2 separate regions of the Bombyx mori genome follow, and region 2 is linked to region 1. Evidence: chromatin contacts called from public Hi-C data. All regions are on one chromosome and are shown on one strand. Each heading gives the region's core, a stretch centred on a gene start, on an enhancer-like site or on the middle of the called end of the contact. The rest is flanking DNA. Distances are from core to core; before and after follow the strand shown. Region 1 has its middle 27 kb from the start of LOC101743261. Region 2 holds the start of LOC101745629 (homeotic protein spalt-major).

What was found. A called contact is a pair of places that touch in the nucleus more often than the background predicts.
Region 2: a contact with region 1 is called in a Hi-C map of middle silk gland, with 1.8 times the contacts expected there. The contact joins the promoter of LOC101745629 here to the enhancer-like site in region 1. A contact is called at or near these places in 2 of 7 Hi-C or Micro-C datasets (middle silk gland and whole pupa).

What each region holds. Positions count from the first base shown.
Region 1 is chr4:10,128,081-10,134,551 of ASM3026992v2, reverse strand. No RefSeq gene overlaps it. Among protein-coding and RNA genes, the nearest start is that of LOC101743261, 27 kb to the left of the region's middle. Within about 2 kb of position 2,416, at least 1 of the 8 cell types and tissues checked has open chromatin away from gene starts, as enhancers often do.
Region 2 is chr4:10,397,872-10,404,342 of ASM3026992v2, reverse strand. LOC101745629 (homeotic protein spalt-major) reads right to left here and starts at 2,515. Exons shown (of 7, transcript XM_062668234.1): 1 at 2,310-2,515. The coding sequence starts at 2,352.

The sequences.
Region 1 (6,471 bases), core at 1,167-3,666:
ATTCATAAGTTCAATGACCTTCTGTACGATAACTAAGTAATTAATTAAACGCACATTCGCGTCCACAATATGAAACGAAAAAAAAAATCCATAATTCAATCAATCAATAGTCAATAAAATATCGTTCACTATCACGAGTGCATTCAACTCGAGCGCGCTACTATTATTATACGGAATTCGATTTAAAGCCGAACCCTCCTCGTCGTTTGTGAAATTGACATTTATTCTTCGTTTTTCATTGTTGCTGCAGTCGGATTCGATCTATTGTTAATTAGCTTAAACGACCCATGCGCTGTGCTATGCCAAACAAAACCAGCTACGCTACGACAATCGCGATCGACTGGGAGCTAAACTTCTAAATTAACATTCACCTTGTAAACTGTGTAAGATAAATTAATACAAATACTATAATCTCGTAACAGGCTTTTTATCCACGAACGTAGTTTTGGCAGATACAATTTTCAATTTTTCCGTGCATTGTGGCGCTGTTAGCGTGGTAAAAGTTGGAACTATTGATGGTTTCAACTTCGAGATTATATAAGTAGCGACATCTTTTGTCGAATAGAAAGAACAAGTTTAAAAGTTTTCTTAACAACATTAAGTTTTGTGATGCTTGAGTGATTTGTAGCTGCGTTAAAACACTGTTAGCAATTTATAACAATATCGTGTGATTATGCTTGCTGTTGATTATCACTTTTGGTACATTTATTTTCAAACGTAACATTAAATTTAACAGAATAGATGAGTGTAATACACAAGTACATACATATTTGTTCAATTTACGATTTGTACATTGTGCCGTAGAATGTTATTACATACGAGAGTTATTCGCTCCCCATCGAGCGGGAGTGCCTCGATTAAAGCAGTAAATACTTTGAGATTAATTATCTCGTAAACAGTCGCAGCGCCCGCCCCGCGGCTCAAATCGCTCACCTACGCCGTGAGCACGATACAAATTCAACTTTTCCAATTAAATTTCGTGAGGCATTAATAATTATTTGGGTACATCAATTTGTTTCGTCGCGAGAAGCTCCACTCAGCTACCTCTCCTCGATAGCGGATTCAAACGAGAATATAACCATTCGATAGGTCTTGAGATAATTAAAGACTAAACTCAAATTCTAAGTAACATTGGTTTTAAATTAATCGTATTTTATTCTAGTATTCATAATTAGAAATTTAAAAAAATATTATAAAAGTACTCAGAGGCATAAGGCTGTGAGAACAAAATTACTTAGAAACAACAGAATTTTATGGGTTTCAATTTAAACTAATACAATGCAAAGAAATATTTCAATGGAAAATCCCGAGATAAATCGTCGAATGTTCACTCAACAATACCGTTCCGAAGCTCTTAACTTTGGAATTAATTAAATTAAACTTGAAAATGAAATATTAACACTTTAACGTGTAAAATTTAATACCGCTAAGTTATAACGCGATTATTCAACTCCCCGGCAATTTCCAAAAACATCTAGAAAATTAAATCTGTTGAGCGACGGCAGCGCCTCCTTTGAGGCGAGCTTCCGCTTTTGTGCTCGTGAGGCACAGGGACCGAGGCGCTCGCCACTTCGCACTCTGAAATTAATTTTCTTCGTCTTTATGTAATTTAATTATAAACATTTCAATATGGCGCTCCGGGAATTTCCGCTCGGGAGAGAAGTTAAATAGAAACGTTTGATACTTATCTCCTAATACACTTCTGAAACGATTGCGCGATTAAATGAAATTCATTATTCAGAAATGAAATTTGCTTTACTAAACATAAGAATAAGATAATTGAATGAACACGATTTTCTTTTTCTTGTATTTTTTTTATTTTGGCCTTATATACTATACATACGTACAGTGACTTCATCTATCAGTACACTATTCCATTTTTTTTTTCATTTGGTTTGGAGTTGCTATAGCAGATTAATAGTGGATTTTACGGCGTCATTCGTAAAATTGGACGCCATTCAAATACAGAACACATTTCACCCTGCACTGTCTCTTATGTCTTTTTTTTTCCTATTAAAATATCGTTCAATGACATTCCATCTGCAAAATTAAAAGTATCTTTTTGTGCGGAGTGCACAGTTAACAGATGCCACTAGCGCTCAATGCTCATGCAATTTTGCTCTTAAACCGTTCACGCTTCGGCGACGAGAGGCGACATCAAACATATACGCAGTGCTTGCGAACCTTTTGCCAGCTTATCTCGCATTCGCTATCTGAATCTTCGCAAAATATCTACTACAACCCGGTCCATTGTTCGATGTTTATTAAATTTCATTTTACGTTTATACAACAACACTTTTGTCCGCCGCTTTTTGTGACGATTTGGGACATTTTACGGGTGGATTAACCCGTGACGTCTGCTTTTGTGGAGAGCCGGCAGCGATGTCTTTTTATCTGTTACCGGCATTACGGTCCGGGATTGCGCGTATTATGTCATAACAGACAAGCACTCGACGAACTGCTTCATGTGCTTTTTGTGAGCCCGTTCTATACTAAATTGAATTCTGTGTTGACAATGTCACTATAAACATCCAAGCTTTTGTGCGATAAGTAATAATACGAAAAGTTTCAAGCTCCTCTAAGCGTACCCAATAGTAAGTTTATTTTTACTTATATTTTTTTTAAATATAAAATATAAATAATCTATATATTAATACGTGAAATTTGTATCCCTTTTTACGAAAATTGCGCGGACGGAGGAGTACGAAATTTTCCACACTTATAGAGAATATTATAGAGAAGAAGTACACAATGCTAATATTTTTATTTATTTTTAAATAATGTATAAAAGATACATTAAATCAATAAAGAAAACAGTACACACACTACCATATATTTGACACAACACATATATATAAATATACTCTTTGTTTATTGTCAATTGTCAAACTTTTGCAAGTGTTTAAAGTCTGTGGTCAAATTGAGAATAGGTGAATATTGTTTGTCTTTATTATTATTTATGTATAGTTTAGTTTTGGCGAAATATGTGATTATATTATATAAGTATAATAGTATTTGACAATAGAACCATAATAATTTTTAAACATAACATTTCAATTGATTAAAGTCGAATTTCGACTACTGCGGGACCACTAGTAATACGAAAAGTTTCATGCTCCTCTAACCATACCTAATATTAAGTTAATTTTTACTTTATTTTTTTAAATACAATATAAATAATTTAAAATTCAAATTAAGGGTTCTACTTACATGTGATTCGTGTGTATTTGGATCGACATTTTACTATGGTAAATTAACCCAAACTTGCACCTTAGATTAAACAATTCAAATAGTATGTCAGTCCTAAGAGCAATAAGACTTACAACTCGGTCTCTACCAAAACAATCCTGTATCTTGGTGTCTTCACTAATGGCGTAAGTTCGACAGTCGAAGTTAGTTCGAGTGTTCTACGACTGCAATAAAGATAAATCCAGCAATAATATGTTCGGTTGGCCTTACGTGTACGATTGCTTGGGCACGAAATTGAATTTGCATGGCGTCTTAAGCCGGTGCCGATTGAGATGCTGAACGCGGGGCCTCATTTGGTGGACAGTTACGGATACTCTAACAGTTAAGGTACCATCCCGCGCAAAGCTTTGTTGAATCCTCGCGTGCTAATCGTTTCAATTACGACGGCCTTCGATTTCTACAAACATTTAATGCTTTATAACAATTATGAAGAGAACAAATTATGGAGGACGGGGAATTATTTCACCTGGTGTTAATTGTTACTGGAGTCCGTAGACATCTACAACGTAAACGCGCCACCCACCTTGAGATATAAGTTCTAAGGTCTCAAGTATAGTTACAATAGCTGCCCCACCCTTCAAACCGAAACGCATTACTGCTTCACGCTAGAAATTGGCAGGGTGGTGGTACCTACCGATGCGGACTCACAAGAGATCCTACTACCGGTAATTACGCAAATTAATTTTGCGGGTTTGATTTTTATTTCACGATGCTATTCCTTCGCCGTGGAAGTCAATCGTGAACATTTGTTGAGCACGTATTTCAGTAGACAAATAGGTACCCGCCTGCGGGATTCGAACACCGGTGCATCGCTCAACACGAATGCACCGGACGTCTTATCCTTTAGGCCACGACAACATTCTTGCATTCATGATTTACTTGCGAGAACAAATCGCAAAGGGACCATATAGGGCTAAGTATACAAATAAAAGAAATGTCCGCATCATGGACAGCTGGGTGAAATGTAGTACGTGAGCGCCAATCTTCGTCAACGGAAAGCGCACTAATCCAGACGCCGGAGGGCCAGTACCGTATGAAAGGTCGTTCCTTATCCCTTGATCCTCTTGTTTACCAGACATTAAACAGATAACAAGTCCGCGCCCTGATACCGTCTGAGCAGATTAAAGCCCCTGTGCCCCGTAATCCGAACTTCGATTAATTTCATCCAATACTTAGGAATGCTTAATTGTTCGTATTGTAAATTGTAATTTGTGGAGCTATGTATGGAGTTAAGTCTTTCTAAATGCGTTGTGGACGTCAATTCTGTTCGTTGGTGTAACAGTATTAGTTAAATACTCCCAGTGGTCCCGCAGTAGTCGAAATTCGACTATAATTAATTGAAATTATAAGTTTGAACGTTATTATGGTTCTATTATCAAAGACTTATTATACTTCTATAATCACAGATTTCGCCCAGACTACACTGTAGACAAATAAACAAATATTAACCTATTCTCAATTAGATCACAGACTAACAGAGCAACAAAAGTTTGAGAATAAACATAGAGTATTCATATGCGTGTATGTCAAATACATGGTAGTGTGTGTGTAACGTTTTTTTTTGTTGGTTTAATGGATTGTAAGTGCATAATTTAAAAAAAATTACCATTTGGCACTCCTTCGCTATATTCTCTATAAGTGTGGAAAATTTCATACTCCTCCGTCCGCGCAATTTTCGTAAAAAGGGATACAAAGTTTTTGCTTCACGTATTAATATATAGATAAGAATTAATTACCTCAAGAATTATTTCCATCAAATGTTGTAACTGAAAAAAAAAACTGTTTGTAATTATGTACACACCATTTCGTTACTGTTCTTAGTAATAACAAAGAGTAACAAAAAACACACACAAAAAAAGAAAATCAAAACAAATAACAAAAGCATACTTGTTATTATTCGTTTACATGTTTGTTACTATTTTGTTTTCTGCGTTATGGTAACAGTTTAATGAATCCAATTCGAGAAAGTTCATTAACCTCGTAGATCACTAAATATGTAACGTCAAATAGTCTAAGTATCGCGTGCTATTGTTTGGACAGTGATGATTGCGATAATCATAAAAAACGGAGGTCTTTTGAACACGCTAATAATAACGAGAAGTCATTGTAGCATAAAGGATTAGACATCCGGTGCATTCGTATCGAGCGATGCAACGGTACTGCAATCCCGCAGGCAGGTATCAATTTTTCTAATGAAACACGTACTTAACAAATGTTCACTATTGACTTCCACGGTGAAGGAATAACGTCTGGTAGTAAAAATATAACCCGCAGAAATTATAATTTTGCTAATTATTGGTGAGAAGGACGTCTTGAGAGTCCGCATGGGTAGATATCACCTCCCTGCCTGTTTCTGCCGTGAAGCAGTAATCCGTTTCGGTTTGAAGTTTGAGCAGCCGTTGTGCTGTAAAAAACTGAAACCTTAGAACTCATGTCTCAAGGCGGGTGACGGATTTTAATCACTTAGCATCAAGAGAACCGTGAGCTCGTCCACCCATCTAAACTATAAAAAAAAATCCACCATGATTTTTAACAACAATAATAAGCATACTAATAATAATACATAATAATAAGTTTACATAGTTCCAATAATAATCTCAACCACTGGAGTTGTCCCAAACCACATCCACAACAGCTTAAAGCTTCTAGATTTAAAAGATAACATATTTATTTTACTACAAAAGGCAGATGTACTAAATACATGCAGAATAGTGAGAAAGTTCCTGCAGCTTGAAGAAAACCAAAGTTACTAAACGTAATAAAAACTAGCATATTAACTCATAGCTACTGTATATTACTTGACCAAAAGTCCGTATATACAGTTCTACCGGCTCTGTCGACAGACTGAACTGAGAAAGAGGAAAACCATGAACAAGAATAATAATAATAAGCATAAACAACATATTAAGGGTTCATGTATATCTCCGGTAGGCACCACCATTTTGCCTATGTCTGCTGCGATGCAATCATGCGCTCCGATTTAGGTAGGAGTAGGCGTTCTACTGTAAAATTGAGGCGATATCATATCTAATGACATCTAAGTTATCTCATCCATGAACTAAGGCAACTAAATAATTCAACATACATTGCTGCACGGAGCACTTTTGGTCACGCTGTATTCTACAAAACCAGACCCGACTGAGTTTCCTATTAGCGTATTTCCAAACACAGTCACTCGTCCATGTAATGACATCGCAAATGGTGTCCTCACTCCCCCACAAT
Region 2 (6,471 bases), core at 1,266-3,765, 270 kb before region 1:
GGCGAACATCGAACACGCCGAGTTTCCGTAATCTCCGATAATATTGCGGCAGGGGATTAAATGTCGCATTTGTAGCGGGATGCCGGCGAGTTAAATACTTATTTGTTAAAGAAGGATTAGTAGTGTCTGTTTGTTGGTATTTGACTGGAGATTTCTGTTGTGGTGAGCAGCGGTCGGTTCAAAGGCGGGACTGCGGTGTGCCAGGGCCGCACGTCTGCCGCTGCCTTACGCAGAATTTACGAAAAAAAAAAACTAATTTCTAAAGTGTCATTATATCCTCAAATAGCCCGCCGCTGTGTATTCAACGCCAAATAATGTTCAAAGTTTATACAAAATACATTTTAGATGTCGTTGCTATTGTAATTTTTCAAACCAGTGAAAATGTATTTTATGTTCAGAAATATAGTTTTGAGTAATGCATGTCTCCTTCGGATGAAAGTTTAATTGCGGTCGCTCGATCATTTTCTTTTATTCTACTTCAGAATTTAATAGGTACTCGAAGCACCTGCAGCGATGTATTAATTAGCTGTAAATAAATATTGGGTAATAATAAAGTTATTTAATATGCGGTTTCGATCTACATACAAGAATGCTTTTAAAATATTTCAATTAGAGGTTCGAAATGGTCGTTTATTAATCTTTTTTTCTGAAGTCTATAATTTATATGTTAACAGTATTAGTATAATTCATTCAAGGTTAATGAACGCCGATATGAATATCGATCTTTCATTTTACTTAGAAATGTAACCTGTTCTGCTTTTTTTTAAACAACTTTTTGAAATTTATTAGTCGAACAAACAAACAGTCAATGTGTATTTCATAAGAATATGAATAGGTAGGTTATTTCAATCGTTAGTAGAATAAAATGACCATAATAAATGTTTTATAGAGAACTCGTAAAACTGGCAACAGAACGATATCTGGGTCCGTGCGGCAGCCATTATAATAAAATTTGACAGCTCTTTATTCGACTTTAATGAAGGCATTCCAATTTCATATTAGGAAATAATATCGACGAATAAATAACATATTTAAATTCTATTAATCCAGTTTTAAAGTCATAAATTGAAAACGTTAATGAGCGATGATAACTTTCAACGCTAACAAAATACTTTTCAATTGACTATACCCGTTATAGATCGGTTAATTGAAACAAAATAAAAATATCTAAAATTCGTGATTAATAATCGGAACCGGAACAGGAAGTTGAAACAAACATTATTCTCTCAGTTTAAAAATAGATCAAGTACATAATCAGTATAATATTAATATGTATGTGGAACTAAATAAAAATATTTGAAACGTTCCCAGATACTGATATGAGTATGTGTCAATTTAAATTAGACTAAAAATATCTTAGTCACTAATTTGCAAAACTGATTTAAATAAAATATTTACATAGAAATAATTAAGGAGCTTTTAAATAAATAAATAAAAGGAAATAAAAGATACAAGTCAAAAGGATTGGGCCGTCGCTCCGTGTCAACTGCTTAGTGAAAATTGAGGTAGGTAAGTTTTGTTCCACAGAAGGGCGAGGGGAAGACGTTTTCCTTTTTAATTCTTAAGGTGTAAAAAAATTTCAACTAAATCAAAGTTATATGTTTTGAAATTTTGAAGAGAACAATATGAAATATTTGTGTATTTCTCCAGATAATTCTTGGTCATCATGAAAATATATCAAACATTCAAAGCTTATTCGTATATTTACAGCTTGTTTCTTTGTTCGAATTGCCTGTTATAAGTATTAATTTACTGAAACTTTTAAAATGTTTGCGCAAAATGTAAGTACTATTTCGAAAATTGTACACTTTAAAGTAGGCAAGAAAATACACTGAAGATTGTTAAGAATAAAAGTAAATTCAATCATTTTACTGAATCATCTTAGTTTTGTTCTATAGCAAAATGAAAATTGTAGGCATATCAGTTCTCCTTATTTTAATAAATGGTCGATATACTGTATGTCCCGATTTTCAATTTAGTTTGTAATCAAAAAAATTACGTAAATACATTATTTTTTACGGTACCTGGATAAACTGGTAAAACTTTAAAATTTGTTGTGTTAAAGAATTTTAAATTCACTGCACTGTACTCACCGCGCCGGTGAGAAATTTTATTGCTCACTTTCCGATGAACAACGAAATTCAAAGTGGCTAATTGAAACATTTTTAAATACCAAATAAAAAGCCGAATTACACCGTAATAAATATTCCGCATAATATTCTTATTCACTGGTCCTCACTCCAACGAGTGTGTGTGTGATGAGTAGATGTGTCGTGGTGGATGTTCGGTAGTGAGGAGGTTGTAAGTACCGATGGAGACGCGGCGGACGCAGGCTGGCTTAACGCGCGGCATGTTGTGGCCTCAGCGCGGGTGCATGGCAGGAGCAGGGAACACTCGCGCGCGGAGCCCTCTACTCGGCTCGGTCGAAGTACGATGCGTGCGGCGGTGTCGGCGTGCGGCCGGGCACACCATTCGCCATCTGAAGCGGGACTGAGCTTGAGGCGGCGGCGGGCGGCGGGCGGTGAGCGCGCGCGCGCACCAGGTACACGGTTATGACAGGGAGGCGGAGCTGCGCCCGGCTCATAAATCAAACTTCTACCATTCGCACGCGCTATACGGACCCCCTCCTCCATAATCCATATTCGGGGCGGAGCATATTTTAATAATCATAACGCCTCATATTCATAAGCGACATGTGACCGACTTGCGAGTCCGCCGAGAGCCGGCCGGTGGGCGGCGTTGACGCCCGCTAGATGGCGGACGACGCTCGCCCCGCGAAGCCTCCCACATGCACCACTTCTACTTCCATCTCATAACATAATGTTGTCTGTTCATCATAAATGTATAAGATGCTACGATTTATGTTAATTTAGTTTATTATTATGTTCGATCTATTTTCGATCTAGTTCATTCTTAATATCAATTAATTAATTTAATATTCAATTAAGTTTTAGTAAATTCACATAACGACAAAACTAAAGAAAATTTATGCGATTACGTATTCTAAAGAATTATAAGTAATATTTACCAACATTAAGTGCTTCATTTTATGTTATGTTAAATATTAGACAATCAGTATTAGATAGATAGAATATTAATGAATTGAAAAAAAAAATTAGAAATAAGACTGAAAATAAATCTATATATGTAAGTAACCAGTTAATGTCTGACAAGGCATACAGACAGGCCTAATGTACCTACCTACATGCAGGGAGGTAAACGAAATAATTATTGGTGAAGTACAATCAGGCACAATTTCTATTTAATTCGTTTTTAAATAAATTTATATCAAATAGTTTTAGTAATGTAGAAACTTACTTTAAGAATTAAATATTTATTAGTATGTACGCCATTCCAACGATTTAATTCGAAATGGTATTAAAGGTTCAAGGTTGATTACGTAATGTTCATAAAATTCACGTAAACATAATTTTTGACGAGTGAGTTGTTTTGATAAATTTTCACCTGATTTGTCTGTACGTACCTAGTATCTACTGAAATCTCTTTTACAATAATTAAGTTTTAATGATTTTTTTTAAAATTAATAACATAGTTAATAAAACTAGGATACTTCTTGATTAAAGTAGATAGGTATGTATCTACTAATTAAGAAAAACGATTTATTTTTGTTAATTAATTAATTAAATCAATAAACACTATCTAATTTTGATTTGAAGCAACAGGTCGAACCATTAAGAAATATTTATAAACGTGACATCATTTGATTTGATAATTTTCCTAATAATTTCATAATTTTAAGTAACCTAGATAATAATCAGATTGCGGCCAACCTAATCACCGTTGCCTATGGGCATCGTCAATGACAATGGTAGAACTCGATGTGTGAACACTATCTTTAGGTAAGTCTCGTTTTGATATTTTTTGAATGTTTAATGCATTTTCTTATTTGTTGTAGTTTTAGTTTCTTAAAGTTTTTTAACAAAATTAATCTTAACAGAACTTGTGTGTTAATGTTGATTAGAATAATGAGGCTTTTTAACACATATTATACACAAGAGTACTTAAAGATAATAGTGTGATTGAACAAATATACTACGAGAAATGGGCAAAGCATAAAAATAATATTGTAGGAGCATCGTCAGTAAGTCCGTGACTTATCTACGTAAGGAAAGTTAAGATTTTCATTTTATTAAACACAGGTAGGTCAATGAACTAATACATACTTCGATATTATTGAGTGTAAGATCATATCAAGGGGTAAAAAGCTATTTTATTTAAGCGACAGTTCGCTTAATACGCAACATTAGTCTTTGTAATTAAAGATGAGTTTTATTTGGTATTAACATCAACAGTTCGATGTTTTTAATTTAACTTCTACTTTCAACTTTTTTTTTATTGCTTAGATGGGTGGACGAGCTCACCTGGTGTTTAGTGAATATTGGAGCCCATAGACATCTACAACGTAAATGCGCCACCCACCTTGAGATATAAGTTACAACTTAAGTTATAAGTCTCAGTATAGTTACAACGGCTGCCACACCTTTCAAACCGAAAAGCATTACTGCTTCACGGCAGAAATAGGCAGGGTGGTGGTACCTACCCGTGCGGGCTCATAAGAGGTCCTACCACCAATAGAATCAATTAAATTTACTTTACTCAAATAAATAGCTGAAGAAGTTATTTTGTTATGATGTCTCTTCCAAATTTCAAACTTTAAATGTATCTCCTGTAAAGTTGCAAAAATTCCCTTAAACCAAATATATAGAGGCCTTTCACCCCTCGATGTTCAGAATTGTGTTGCACGAAATTGTATTAATCGATTCCCCAAAGATATTGAATCTGCTTTCCATAAACTTTTCATTTTGATTTTAAATAATTAATTGTTTTTCGTGTCAATATCTCGATCTTAAGAATTGAGACGAGGCAAATATAATGACAGTCCTAATACAGCGCTTTATTTATTCACTAAATGGATAGACCTATTCCAAATGGTGTTTATAATCACTATGCCGCCACTCGCGTTGAACTACCAAGTTATTGTTAGAATTATAATGTTGTAATCGTAGACAAAAATATTAAAAGGGTGTGCTTAGAAAAAAAAAAACTAGGTCGCAACAAAACATTTCTGTTTATGACTGTACGTACGTATATAACAAAAAACATACTAATTTGAAATACACAACAGACCTGTTTTGACATTTAACATAAATCATTCGGACAGATAAAACGTAGTAGCCGTGTAACGAATCTTTAGCCACTAACATCCGTAACTACATAGGTAGATCAATACAAATCGAACTGTTTTCATTTCTCGGGCCCTACGAGTTAGAATAGGCGAAACATTACGATACGACTCCACGAATGCTTAAGATTTGACACATGCATATCGACCTTTATAGAATACAACACTGGCAGCTAGCGATATTCACGTAGTGATCATCAATATTTTTATTTTTATTTTTTTTATTGCTTAAATGGGTGGACGAGCGTGAGCTCTAGTACTGGAGCCCATAGACATCTACAACGTAAATACGCCATCTACTTTGAGATATAAGTTCTAAGGTCTCAGTAGTTACAGCGGCTGCCCCACCCATCAAACCGAAACGCATTACTGCTTCACGGCAGAAATAGACAGGGCGGTGGTACCTACCCGTGCGGACTCACTAGAGGTGCAATAACAGTTGAACTCCTAGTCTAGATTGAGAAATACATAAATAAAACTAGACCTCTCTAAATCAGAGCGAACCGAATCTGGTCCAATAAATCAAGTCAAATTGTGTATCGATTAATACGATTTCCTGTAACATAATCCTAGAAATCCTTTTTTTTTATATATGAACTAAAGATAAAACTGCCCATACCCATGTTCTGTATTAATGTGAACATTAAAAATAGAGAAAATGTTATAAAGCTGCTCTTGGTTTGTTATTTAATTTATTAAAACACACTAAATAAGCATAAATTGTTAGTAGAATTGCTGCCAAAAATTTTAATAGCACCTATATATACTAATAACACGAAATGTTTCGCCCAATTTTGTTAAATCATTCAGGTAATATGTTATTTATTTGCATTAAAATAAACATTTATTTTCAAAATAATTTGCGACTCAAAAAAATAAAGTAATCGTTCTAGACAGTTTTATATTTTACACCAGTCCTATTATTTCATAATAAATAATGATGAACTTTTTTAAATAGGAATTCTGTTTAGTCAATGACGATACGATTTGGCTATACGACACGATGTTTCATTCGACGTTCATGCCTATATTAAAAAAAAATCTGATAGTTAAACTTTTTATGAAGCGCATCACACTGTTACGCATTGTGTTCTAAATTAAATATAACGTATGTTAGCTCCCGTGCCCGCTGAGTCCTATATTAGTGTGATGGGAAGCAATTTGGAAGTCTGCAAGTCATGCAGTGGGGCCATCGACTAAGCACAATCGGCGGATACGTTTCTATAGTGTCATTCCTTGTTTATTGGAACTTTTTTATTAGAGAAAAA